Regions from separate parts of the Mus musculus genome. Here regions 1 and 3 are each linked to region 2. Evidence: chromatin contacts called from public promoter capture Hi-C data. All regions are on one chromosome and are shown on one strand. The core of a region is the stretch at or near the end of the contact, and the rest is flanking DNA. Distances in the headings are between cores, read along the strand shown. Region 1 overlaps Ptprd (protein tyrosine phosphatase, receptor type, D). Region 2 holds the start of Dmac1 (distal membrane arm assembly complex 1). Region 3 overlaps Ptprd (protein tyrosine phosphatase, receptor type, D).

The links. Promoter capture Hi-C pulls out the DNA fragments that hold promoters and counts their contacts.
Region 1: a contact with region 2 is called in a promoter capture Hi-C map of liver, with 4 times the contacts expected there. The contact joins the enhancer-like site here to the promoter of Dmac1 in region 2. A contact is called at or near these places in 7 of 39 promoter capture datasets (the SN4741 cell line, cranial neural crest, liver and 3 more) and 3 of 484 Hi-C or Micro-C datasets (cerebellum, granulosa cells and nephron progenitors).
Region 3: a promoter capture Hi-C map of liver shows a contact between it and region 2, with 8 times the contacts expected there. The contact joins the enhancer-like site here to the promoter of Dmac1 in region 2. A contact is called at or near these places in 7 of 39 promoter capture datasets (the 3T3-L1 cell line, cranial neural crest, frontonasal cranial neural crest and 3 more) and 1 of 115 datasets of contacts at active chromatin or transcription factors (astrocytes).

Annotation. Positions count from the first base shown.
Region 1 is chr4:76,467,077-76,470,374 of GRCm38.p6, forward strand. The region is part of intron 10 of Ptprd (protein tyrosine phosphatase, receptor type, D); the gene reads right to left. All of the region lies in intron 1 of Gm42303 (predicted gene, 42303), which reads left to right. Among named protein-coding and RNA genes, the nearest start is that of Gm42303, 18 kb to the left of the region's middle. Within about 2 kb of position 1,800, at least 7 of the 459 cell types and tissues checked have an H3K27ac peak or open chromatin away from gene starts, as enhancers often do. A contact at or near this core is called in liver, where this site is marked.
Region 2 is chr4:75,276,425-75,279,736 of GRCm38.p6, forward strand. Dmac1 (distal membrane arm assembly complex 1) reads right to left here and starts at 1,868. Exons shown (of 2, transcript NM_025849.4): 1 at 1,557-1,868; 2 at 927-1,345. The coding sequence starts at 1,827. The coding sequence ends at 1,281.
Region 3 is chr4:76,939,982-76,943,330 of GRCm38.p6, forward strand. All of the region lies in intron 8 of Ptprd (protein tyrosine phosphatase, receptor type, D), which reads right to left. Among named protein-coding and RNA genes, the nearest start is that of Gm42302, 150 kb to the left of the region's middle. Within about 2 kb of position 1,585, at least 4 of the 459 cell types and tissues checked have an H3K27ac peak or open chromatin away from gene starts, as enhancers often do. A contact at or near this core is called in liver, where this site is marked.

The DNA of each region.
Region 1 (3,298 bases), core at 550-3,049, 1.2 Mb after region 2:
GGGATAATATTTGAAATGCAAATAAATAAAATAACCAATAAAAAAATGAAAGAAAAGTTTGCAAGACCAAAGGGCCTCTCTTCCCAATGATGCCAGGGCTAAGAAATGGGAGTGGGTGGGTAGGGGAGCAGGGCAGGGGGAGGGTTTAGGGGACTTTTGGGATAGCATTTGAAATGTGAATGAAGAAAATATCTAATAAAATAATCGAAAAAAAAAAGAAAAACCTCCTAAGGTATAACAACTTTTCATAAAACTGAAGGCAGGAATGATAGTATACATTTTTATGTTTTTTATTTTCGTAATTTACATTTCAAAGGTTATCCCCTTTCCCAATTTCCTGCCCTGAAGCCCCCTATCCCATCACCCTTCCCCTGCTTCTATGAGAGTGTTCCCCACCCATCCACCCACACACTCACACCTCCCTGCCCTTGCATTCCCCTACATTGAGTCATCAAGCCTTCCCAAGACCAAGGCCCTCTTCTCCCATTGATGCCCTACAACACCTCTGCTACATATGGGGCTAGAGTCATGGGTCCTTCCATGTGTACTCCTTGGTTGGTGATTTAGTCCCAGGGAATTCTGGGGGTTCTGGTTGATTGATACTGTTGTTCTTCTTATCGGTTGCAAATGCCTTTAGCTCCTTCAGTCCTAACTTTCTCTAACTCCTCCATTGAAGACCCCATGCTCAGTCCGATGGTTGGCTTTGAGCATGTGCCTCTGTATTTGTGAGGTTCTGGCAGAGCCTCTCAGTAGACAGAGATATCAGGCTCCTGTCAACATACACTTCTTGGCATCCACAATCGTGTCTATGTTTGGTGACTGTATATGGGATGGATCCCCAGATGGGGCAGTCTCTAGATGGACTTTCCTCTAGTCTCTGTTCCACTCTTTTTCTCTGTTATTTGCTCCCATGAGTATTTTGTTTCCCCTTCTAAGAAGGACTGAAGTATGCATCTTTATAATATCAGTACTCAAGAGGTTGAAGCAATAGGATTAAGAATTTGAGTACAGCCTGGGCTACATTAGGAATTGAAGTTTAATCTAGGCTACAAATGAAAGCAAAAAAAGACAGAATTGAAGAAACTCAACTCGGACTGGTTCTATTAGCCTTCACCTTGCGTGTCACTGGAGAGCAACTGGAACCCTAAAAACTACAAACTACTTTCACCTGGAAAATTGGGACAGACCCAGTACTCATGAGCAAAACAGGCTATGAGACTTCAGAGAAATGCTTGTGCCTCTCAGCTTTATGCAGGACATTACACGTTCCTCATTCTACAGCATCCTCAGAAGAGTGTGGTGTCCATCCTTTCCAGGGTGAATGGATTCTGGCAAAAACGCTCTTCACCAAGAACTCATTTGTTTATAATCTGAGGGAGTCTCTGACCTTTAAAGCTTAGGGACTTTGCATTCAACAGTAACTCAGCACATTTGATCATGGTTAGGGCTGCATAAATCTACACTCCCTGACCTTGTCCTCTTGGCAAGCAAGAACTAGTTTTCACTGTTTCAAAGTAAAATGCAAGCTTCTTTGCAAACATCTTCAAAAGTTACAAAGTTCAGGGTCATCATAGCTTGGCATGTAGACAAAGTAACTTTTGTTTTAAATGTTTCCTTATTTTCCCCCTTTTGTTTTTTAATGACTCTAGTGTCCCTACATACCCTAGACAGACCTTTATCTTTTTATACTCCTTTCTGTTTTTCAATACTGGGATTATGCCTGGCATAATGGTGCCTTTCAAAGGTGTATCTCTTTTCCCTTGCTACTACTTACCATGTTGTTTCACGTTTAAAATATTTGTATTAGCCAAATTAGAAAAAGAAACATAAGCTGGGCCTTGTTCCAAGAAGTCAAGTAGAAATAGCCCAGAGTAACCTTTGCAACAAATTAATGATTCATTAAGTACCACTGAATTTACCTGAACAGGTAAACATCTTATTTTTTAGCCGTTTGTAGCATTTTATGAGACATTGACACTCAAGAGGCTTTTATAGTGGTAGTAGTTTATCTCTGCTACTGTAAAGGATTCCAGATTAAAAAAAAAAAACAATTATAAAATAAAGAGAATACTGCCTTTTGTTTTTCTGGTCTTTGAATGTTCCTTTTCTTGAGACAAAGATTTAATAATAAAAATTAATATTTTTCACATTAACAGAAAGAATCTTTACAGAAAAATGCAAAAGAATGCTCAGATCTCCATTGAACCTGATCTATATTTTAATATTTTATAAAAGTTATAACTCTCATTGCCATTTTACTTAGACAGACGAAACAGGCCAATAAACAAAGCCTCTGGGTTTCATTATTTCCTTTTTGCCTTCCCATGTCAACACTACAAACTAGTGTCTCCAAGTCTTCCCACATAAGTCAATTCTCAGGTTCTTAAACAGGAAGCTATGCAGGGTGCTGGATGAAATAACTATGTATAGCAAGGGTGTTTATGAAGGGAACTCTGTCTAGGAGTAGTTTAGATCCACCTGAAATGGCAAGAAGGGTCCAGGTCCACCGCAGCTATTAACATTCCTAAGGTAAGTTGTCACACTCAGAATCATATGCACTGCACTGACGATGAAACACTTTAGAGCCAGTAGAGAAGCTACACATTGCACGGGAAGATCATAGTTGGCTTGCATTGCCAGATCACATTTCTCCAGAACTTACAGGAGAAAGTAAAGGAAACACTGTATCTTAGAATTCCCAGTGGCTGGTTCATTTGTGGATACTGGAAAACAGTACGTGGAATCTGTGTCATGTCCTCTGTGCAATTCTTGGTTCCCAAACAGAAAATACTGGGAGGGACATAAGCTGACAATTGTACCTCATATACTATCAGCTGCTTCTTGAGCCATCCAAACAAGCCCAAACACGTGGTGCAGGTGTTTAGGACCAGAGTCAGGGATGAGAGACAGCAATGATGGCAAAAGGAAAGTAAAGAAGAAATAGATATATCTGCTTCAGAGGAAAAGAAAAGGACTCAGCTAATTCCATTCCCCACAGCTTAAAGCCCCCTTTAGTATTCGCAGTGATGTTGGTGGCTCTAGTTAATTGGAGTCCTACACTTCCTCGAGGTGACTGGTGCTTCTGTCTTTGTTCACTGGGTTCTTAGGGTTGGTGATATAGAACATTTGTTTTATCCTGGGCATGGATGGAAAACAGGAGTCGGTTAGATTGATTCAAAGTTATCCTTTTACCAACCCATTATGAGGTCTGGTAAATTGCATCTGTTCTCAGTGATATGAGTGTTGGCCTGTTATGGAATCCCCTTTAAAGTTCTCCTAGGTCTGCAGTTACTCTGGT
Region 2 (3,312 bases), core at 618-3,117:
TGTATAGAATTCAAGAATATTAAAGTAATAATTATTAAGTATTTTCTCTCTTGGTGATATAAATAAATGCAGATTTGGCACTCCTTCTTTGCAGATTCTTTAGTCTCCAAGACCAGGGCTGAGGATATTACAGTCAGGGCTAAGACACGAGGGTTTTATAGACCTCAGGAGATGGTGTGTTGGCCAGGAGCTGGGGCTGTGTCCATGTATGGAGGGTCAAAAGCTGGATATACTGGCGGGCACTTGAGTGGGCTGGCCATGTCAGAAAGGCAGGCTGCATCGGCTCCCAGATATGTAGAACTGGGTTTTGGGTGCTATTCTTTGTGAGTTTTCCCAGTGCATGCAGGGTTGGTAGAAGGAGGTAGATGGGGTTTCCCAGCTTGTATAGAGGTTCCAGCTGAACAATATTATCTGCTCAAAATAGTAGTCAAAACTTGTAAACTGGTACTGAACTTCATAGTCCTTTTCTGCTTTGAAGAACCACCTAAATAAACATGCTTGCAGAGAAGCCTCAGTATTAGTTGACAGTAAGCATACATTACTTTTATAACTTTTTAAAGCCCTTATAAACTCATCCTAAATATCTACGGAAAAAGCCATCAGCAGATTTTTCTTTTGGAATTTTTCTCAAATATTTTCATTTACATCTTTTATTACATACTGACATTTAATGTATAAAGGAACTCCTGGCTCTCTGAAACTAAGTCAGCTGTGAAAGACAGAACTAGGAAGAAAAATTTGCTCCATCACTGAACGGATGAGCCACTAAAGGACACCCAATGGCTAGGTCCAAGGCTTTCAGATGCAATAATATAATCAGGGGTGGACTTGAAGATAATTTGGAAAGTTTGAAAAACTCTCATGTACCTATTTAGGGTTAGGTTGCCAATAACTGTTGATATGTTTAGAAAAATTAAAAGAACTACTTATTATTTAAAAAATAGTTTATTTTGCTGTTGGTTTATCATTTATCCCATTTTAATATGTTCTCAAAAACGTTATCTTTCAGTATAAACTGAACAGCACATAACCTCCCTGGACAAGACAGAGAACCATGTTTGCTTCCAAGGGGTTTATTTGTCTCTTTATAATCTGAGAGGGGGTAAACCGTAAGCATCCATGGCCAAAGAATGACAGCTCATATCTTCACAATCTTCTCGGTATGTCCTTACAGTTAAGTACATCCTTGGCCGTGTGTGCAACGAATATCCACCAACCCAACGCTTGTTCTGTCTGCCCAGAAGCCAGTGATGATAGACAACAATGAACTGCTGGTATTTTCAAATAACTGGGTGGCTCTTCCCTTTGGGGTCTACCAGAACAACTACACCCCAACAGGCAATACCTGAAAAAAAGAACAAGAAAAAAAAGTGCCTTTTGTATATTACATTTTAGTTTACCCAGTGCTCTGCATAAAGCATTTTATTTAACCCTCTCATGGTTGAAGAAGAAAGGTCGATCATTCGGTAATCTTTCTTACAGGGCCGTGAGGGGAAAGGCGTCCCAGTAATCACCCACCCCACCCCACCCCTCACGCTGTCCCCGCTCCTGCTCACTGATGCCGATGACCATCTGCAGAACGGTGCCTGGGCCAGGTGGGATTCCTTGCTTCAGGGGCCGCCTGGCCACCAAATAGACGTAGGTGCCCGCCCCGAAGAGTGTAGAGCCCGACAGCACGCGACAACTCCAGCAGGTTTTTAACTCAGGGTCCCGGGCGGGGGAGGCCGGCACGGCGGATTTCGCGGGTGGGTTCGCGGGAACCGCTGTGGAAACAGTTGGGGGGGCAGGAGCGGAAAACTCGGTACTCCCCGAAAAAGAGGACCCCATGTCAGAAGAGTGCACAGCGAGCCGAGCCTTCACTTTGAAATGCTGTAAAATGCTGCCGGAAAGCAGCACGCTGACGTAAAAGCCGCCGCGCTTCTGGGAAATGTAGTTGCAGCAGGAGCCGGGCGGAACAGGGCGGAGCTGCAGCCGCCTCAGAGGCTTGTGTAATCCAGAAGTTCAAAAGTCAAGGCTGCCTCATCCCGGTGTGTTAGAAACTGTTTTATACTACTTTATGAAAGTATAGATTTCAGTCTTCTTAAAGAAAAACTGTGGATCTCTAAGCTTCCCGACTAACACAAACTAAGGTCCTGGCATGAAGTCTAATCAACAGAGATTATATTCTAAGTAATTGTATGTTCTTACCCAAGTGCTTACCTATTGCAATTCTGTGTATTCTGCCGTTTCTCAACATACTCGTTTCCTAGTACAAGATAGACCAGTAAAGGCTCAAAGTTTTCACATTGTACTTACTTTGAAAGAAATATACAGATATAATCAAGATATTAAAAATGTGTTTGAATTACCTGGATACTCTCTTTGTTTATTAAGGTTGTGCTCTCAATTGTGTCATATTTATGATTTTAATTCTCATAAAAAAAATTAGGTGCAAACTCAGGTTAATGACTTTTTTTTACACTTTTGCATTTTTATCCTGTCAGATGAGCTTTAAAGGGCCGAGGAGATGGTTCTGTGGTTAAAGTGCTTGCTCTGCGGGCAGGAAATGTAAGATAAGTTCAGATGCTCAGAACCCACAGAATGTTGAGTGGGTATGGCAGGGCATCTATAATTCTCAGTCAGAACAAGGAGATGAACTACAAGAGAAACAGTTTAGCTACATTAGCCACGATCTGAGTTCTGGATTCAGGTGGAGTGCTTGCCTTAACATATAACGTGAGAAGCATTCAAGAGAGACTCTAGACAGTAATCCCTGGTATCCAGAGGCAACTGGGACCATACACACATCTGTACCCACACATGCAAACACATATACATGCACAACACACACATGGAAAACAAAAGACTGCATCTTTCTGACTGTGTCTTTGCAAAACAACAGGTGTCACCAACTCCAGTCTCAGCTCGCTTTTCATTCTCTCTGCTTACAGTTGGCTATCTATTTCTTGTGCTTGCTGTTCTCAGGAGGATATTGGTAAAAACTAAATTCTTATGTAGCAGTTTCCTCTAAACTGACACCTTCTAACCTGAAGGGAGGCTCCTAAAGACCCAGGAATGAAAGGAAACATAGAAGGTTCAAAAAACAAATTCATCATTTCCTAAAAACAATATTCAACCCTAAGGTTATATACACAATAAAACTTGGGCAGAGGGGACTGTGACCTACAGAGTTGGCATCCAAATTGAGCAAAGTGCCCCAGAGATTCAGCTTTCATGAGTAACCCCCATACTGGGTCAGCCTTTCAGCAAAATAGTCACCCTTGGTTCAGGAAACAGCTCAGTAAATTTCCTGGTTCACTAAGCTAAGCTTAG
Region 3 (3,349 bases), core at 335-2,834, 1.7 Mb after region 2:
GTATCAACAAGCAGTCATCAATTCACAGAAAGCTGCCTCCTCTCCAGTGAGGAAAATGAAGCTGTGCCCGCAAGTTCTTGCAAGTATGTCAGTGAATGACAACCAAGGCAGTAATATAGAAAACCTATTTTTCCTTATATTAAATGTTGTATGTGAAGAAGAATATGCTATTTTATGACTCTTGAAAATGTTATCTTCTAATTGTACTTAGCATGCATATACTAAATGTCTCCAATCCAGCAATGCTGAAGGAGCAGTGAACCAGAAATATTCTCAGCCGATGGTCTTCTTCGTATGCAATGTACTCTGAAGTACAGGAGTCTTAGTGGGTCTCTTATTGTAATAAATACCATGATCAAAAGCAATTGTAGAGGAAAGGCTCTCTTTGAGCTTACAGTTTATATTCCACTGTGAATGGGCATTAGAGAAGGAACAGAGGAAGCAACCTAGAGGTAGAAACTAAAAGTTACAGCCCAAGCCATGGAGGAATACTGTTTACTGTCTTACTCCTCATGGCTTGCTCAGTCTACCATTTTTTTTTTTCAATTTAGGCAACTTGCCCAGGGGTATCTACACCATGACTGAGCTGGGCCCTCCCACATCAATAATCAATGACAGAATAATCATGCCCCATAGACATGGCAGGGAGCAATCTGATGCAGGCATTTTGTTGTTGTTCCTTCACTGAGGTTTCTCTTCATAGTCAACTCTTAGTTTGTGTCAAAAACAACAAAATAGAACAAAGCAAAACAAAACAAAACAATACAGGACAGTGGATGTGCAATCTCATGAAGAGGGAACACATGGGACAGTACCAAATATCTGTTAGGACTAAAAAGTTATGAATTAAATAGAATTGGGTTCAGCAGGAAAGCTATGAGATATCAGGGGAAATCATTTTGGTTCTTTACTAATAGGAATTAATCACACAGAACAAACACAATCTCTTTTAGAAACTCAAAGTAGCAAAAAAATGTAGTTAGAATAAATGTTAAATTTACTAATGAATAAATGATTATTTTAAGCTTGTAGGTGGCTAGATAAGAAATACAGTGCATTAAAAAAAATCTTCCTAATCATGAGAGCAAATCACTAATTAAAAAAATGGTGATATTAGAAACAGTGTTTGAGACTAAATAATTATTACCTTCTAGCAGTGTAGAGGCCACAAGCTGCATTCTATACAAGACAAACTCAGATGACATGTGCAGGCTTTTCTTAATGGATAATAAAAGACTTTAAAAGAAATATTAAACATGCTTTGCCAATTTTTTCAAACAGAAAAAAATTCTTAACCCTATGAGAATAAATATAAATAGGGCTTTTGTCTCTCTACCAGGCATAATTAGTCCCTTGATGTGATTCATTTAACCTCTGCCTATGGCCTTAGCTGGCCTGAGACAAGGGCTACTTCCCATAAAAACCAATGCCAGGAAATCTCAGTTCAGTTGCTGCTTGATATGAATGAATTTTCACTAGAAATCCTAGGTACCCAGTTCCTTACCTGTAGGCATACACTCATACACAGCACCCAGTTGAGAATGGTGCATGTCTTCTGTTCTATGAAATGATGCCTCATACCAGTTTAGACTCTGCTTATTTGTGTTTGAGTACAGCCTGACTTTGATCTGGTTGTTGTTGGTGGTGGTGGTGGTGGTGCTGTTGCTGCTGTTGCTGCTGCTGCGGTTTTGCTTTGTTTGTTCATTTCTTTTCATGAGAAATAGCTTCACAAGAAATAGTTCAACTATGCAAAAGGCCAAAACTATCATCACCAAACAAGTTGTGACTTATAAGACGACTCGAGAAGTAGGATGTACAAAGCTCATGAAAGGAGATGCTGTCCCAGCTTTCAGCCAAAGCCAACTAAGAACTACAAGCAGCTATTGATTTTCCAGACAGAAAAGTGGTTAATGAGTAAGCTATTTCAGCACATTTTGCATCATATAGCAGGACTTCGTAATAACTGGAGGTCAAAGTGCCATGTCCACAAATCTAACAGAAACATATTTTCTTGTTAATAATAGCTTGCATGTAGAGATACACCCTTTATTAAAATTTCCAGTATTTAGTTTAGTAATTTTGGTTTAAAATTGTTATGTAATGCATTTACTCTGTCCTCTGCACAGGTCAGAGTTTGCTGCAATGGATCTGAATTAAGCTGATTAAAATAGGCGCGGGCTGTGAAGCATGGCAGCAAAGGCTCACATCCAGGTGGAGGCACACATCAGGCCTGGGCCTTGGCTGCTTATTTTGATTTAAAGGTCATTCACTCACAGACTCTTTTTTTTTTAATCTTTGCAATACTTTATTTTAAGGTTGCTTCCCTGGGAGATAGAGATTAATTATGAGAGTTTTAATTGTTAGATTCACCCTCAAGACAGAACACTGTATGCTTTTGAGGTATGCCATCTATATAAAACCTCAGGCAATACCTCTGTGTAATATCATTAGGTATTGTTAGTGTTCAGCTTCACACTCTTCAATGAAGCAGACAATTGTAGAACCACCCTCATATGAACATTGCATGGGTCAGTAAATACAAACTCTCAAATAGAACATATTCAAGAGTCATCTCAGTGGTGCCTCTGGAATATATAATAACTTCCTTACACAAGGTCACTATTTTCATGACAGCAAAACAATTTATTAAAGTGAAAATTTAGATGAAAGTACAACAAGTCAATGTAATTGAATCCTGAATTGAAGAACGCTGATTGAAGCTACACTCTGGAAGCTCTTTGTGTACAGTGACAGTGTTTTCTGACTCCTCCTAATCTACCTTAGCAAGTTCCTTTGCTAAGAAGCCGCTTGGTCCTCCTGGATTTACAGAGCAACTGAAATCAGACTGAACCTTGCATCTCTGAGTGTACTTTGCATGTTTCCCCTTCGCACTGCTTTTCATTTTCATGAAGGCATGTTGACTATAAAGGAGTATTTGCTTAGAAACTGACTATAATTAACTTATTTTATTTCCCTTCAAAATCAGAAGTGCAAAGATAATAGTAATGGAGGCATCTTAGTGTTACCTTTTTTAATAGTGACCTTCCAGATCAGCCAAAAGGCACATAAAAGCCTCCAGTTGTTGTTGCTGCTGCTGCTATTGTTTCTTGAAAATTTAGTTGCTCTGAATTCTAAGAAGAACAATTATCCATAATGGTGAGCCTATACTCTGAAGCAGAGGTGATCATCTTTTGGGAAGTAGATCACTCTCAATCAATGAGGACTTCTTACAGTCACCTTATAGAACCAGAACTGAGATCAAACTACAATAAACTAAACAGGGCTATGAGTAGGGGTGCTCAATTATGCAAGTTTTTTGATGTTTGCCATGATGTTTCTATTAAAACAC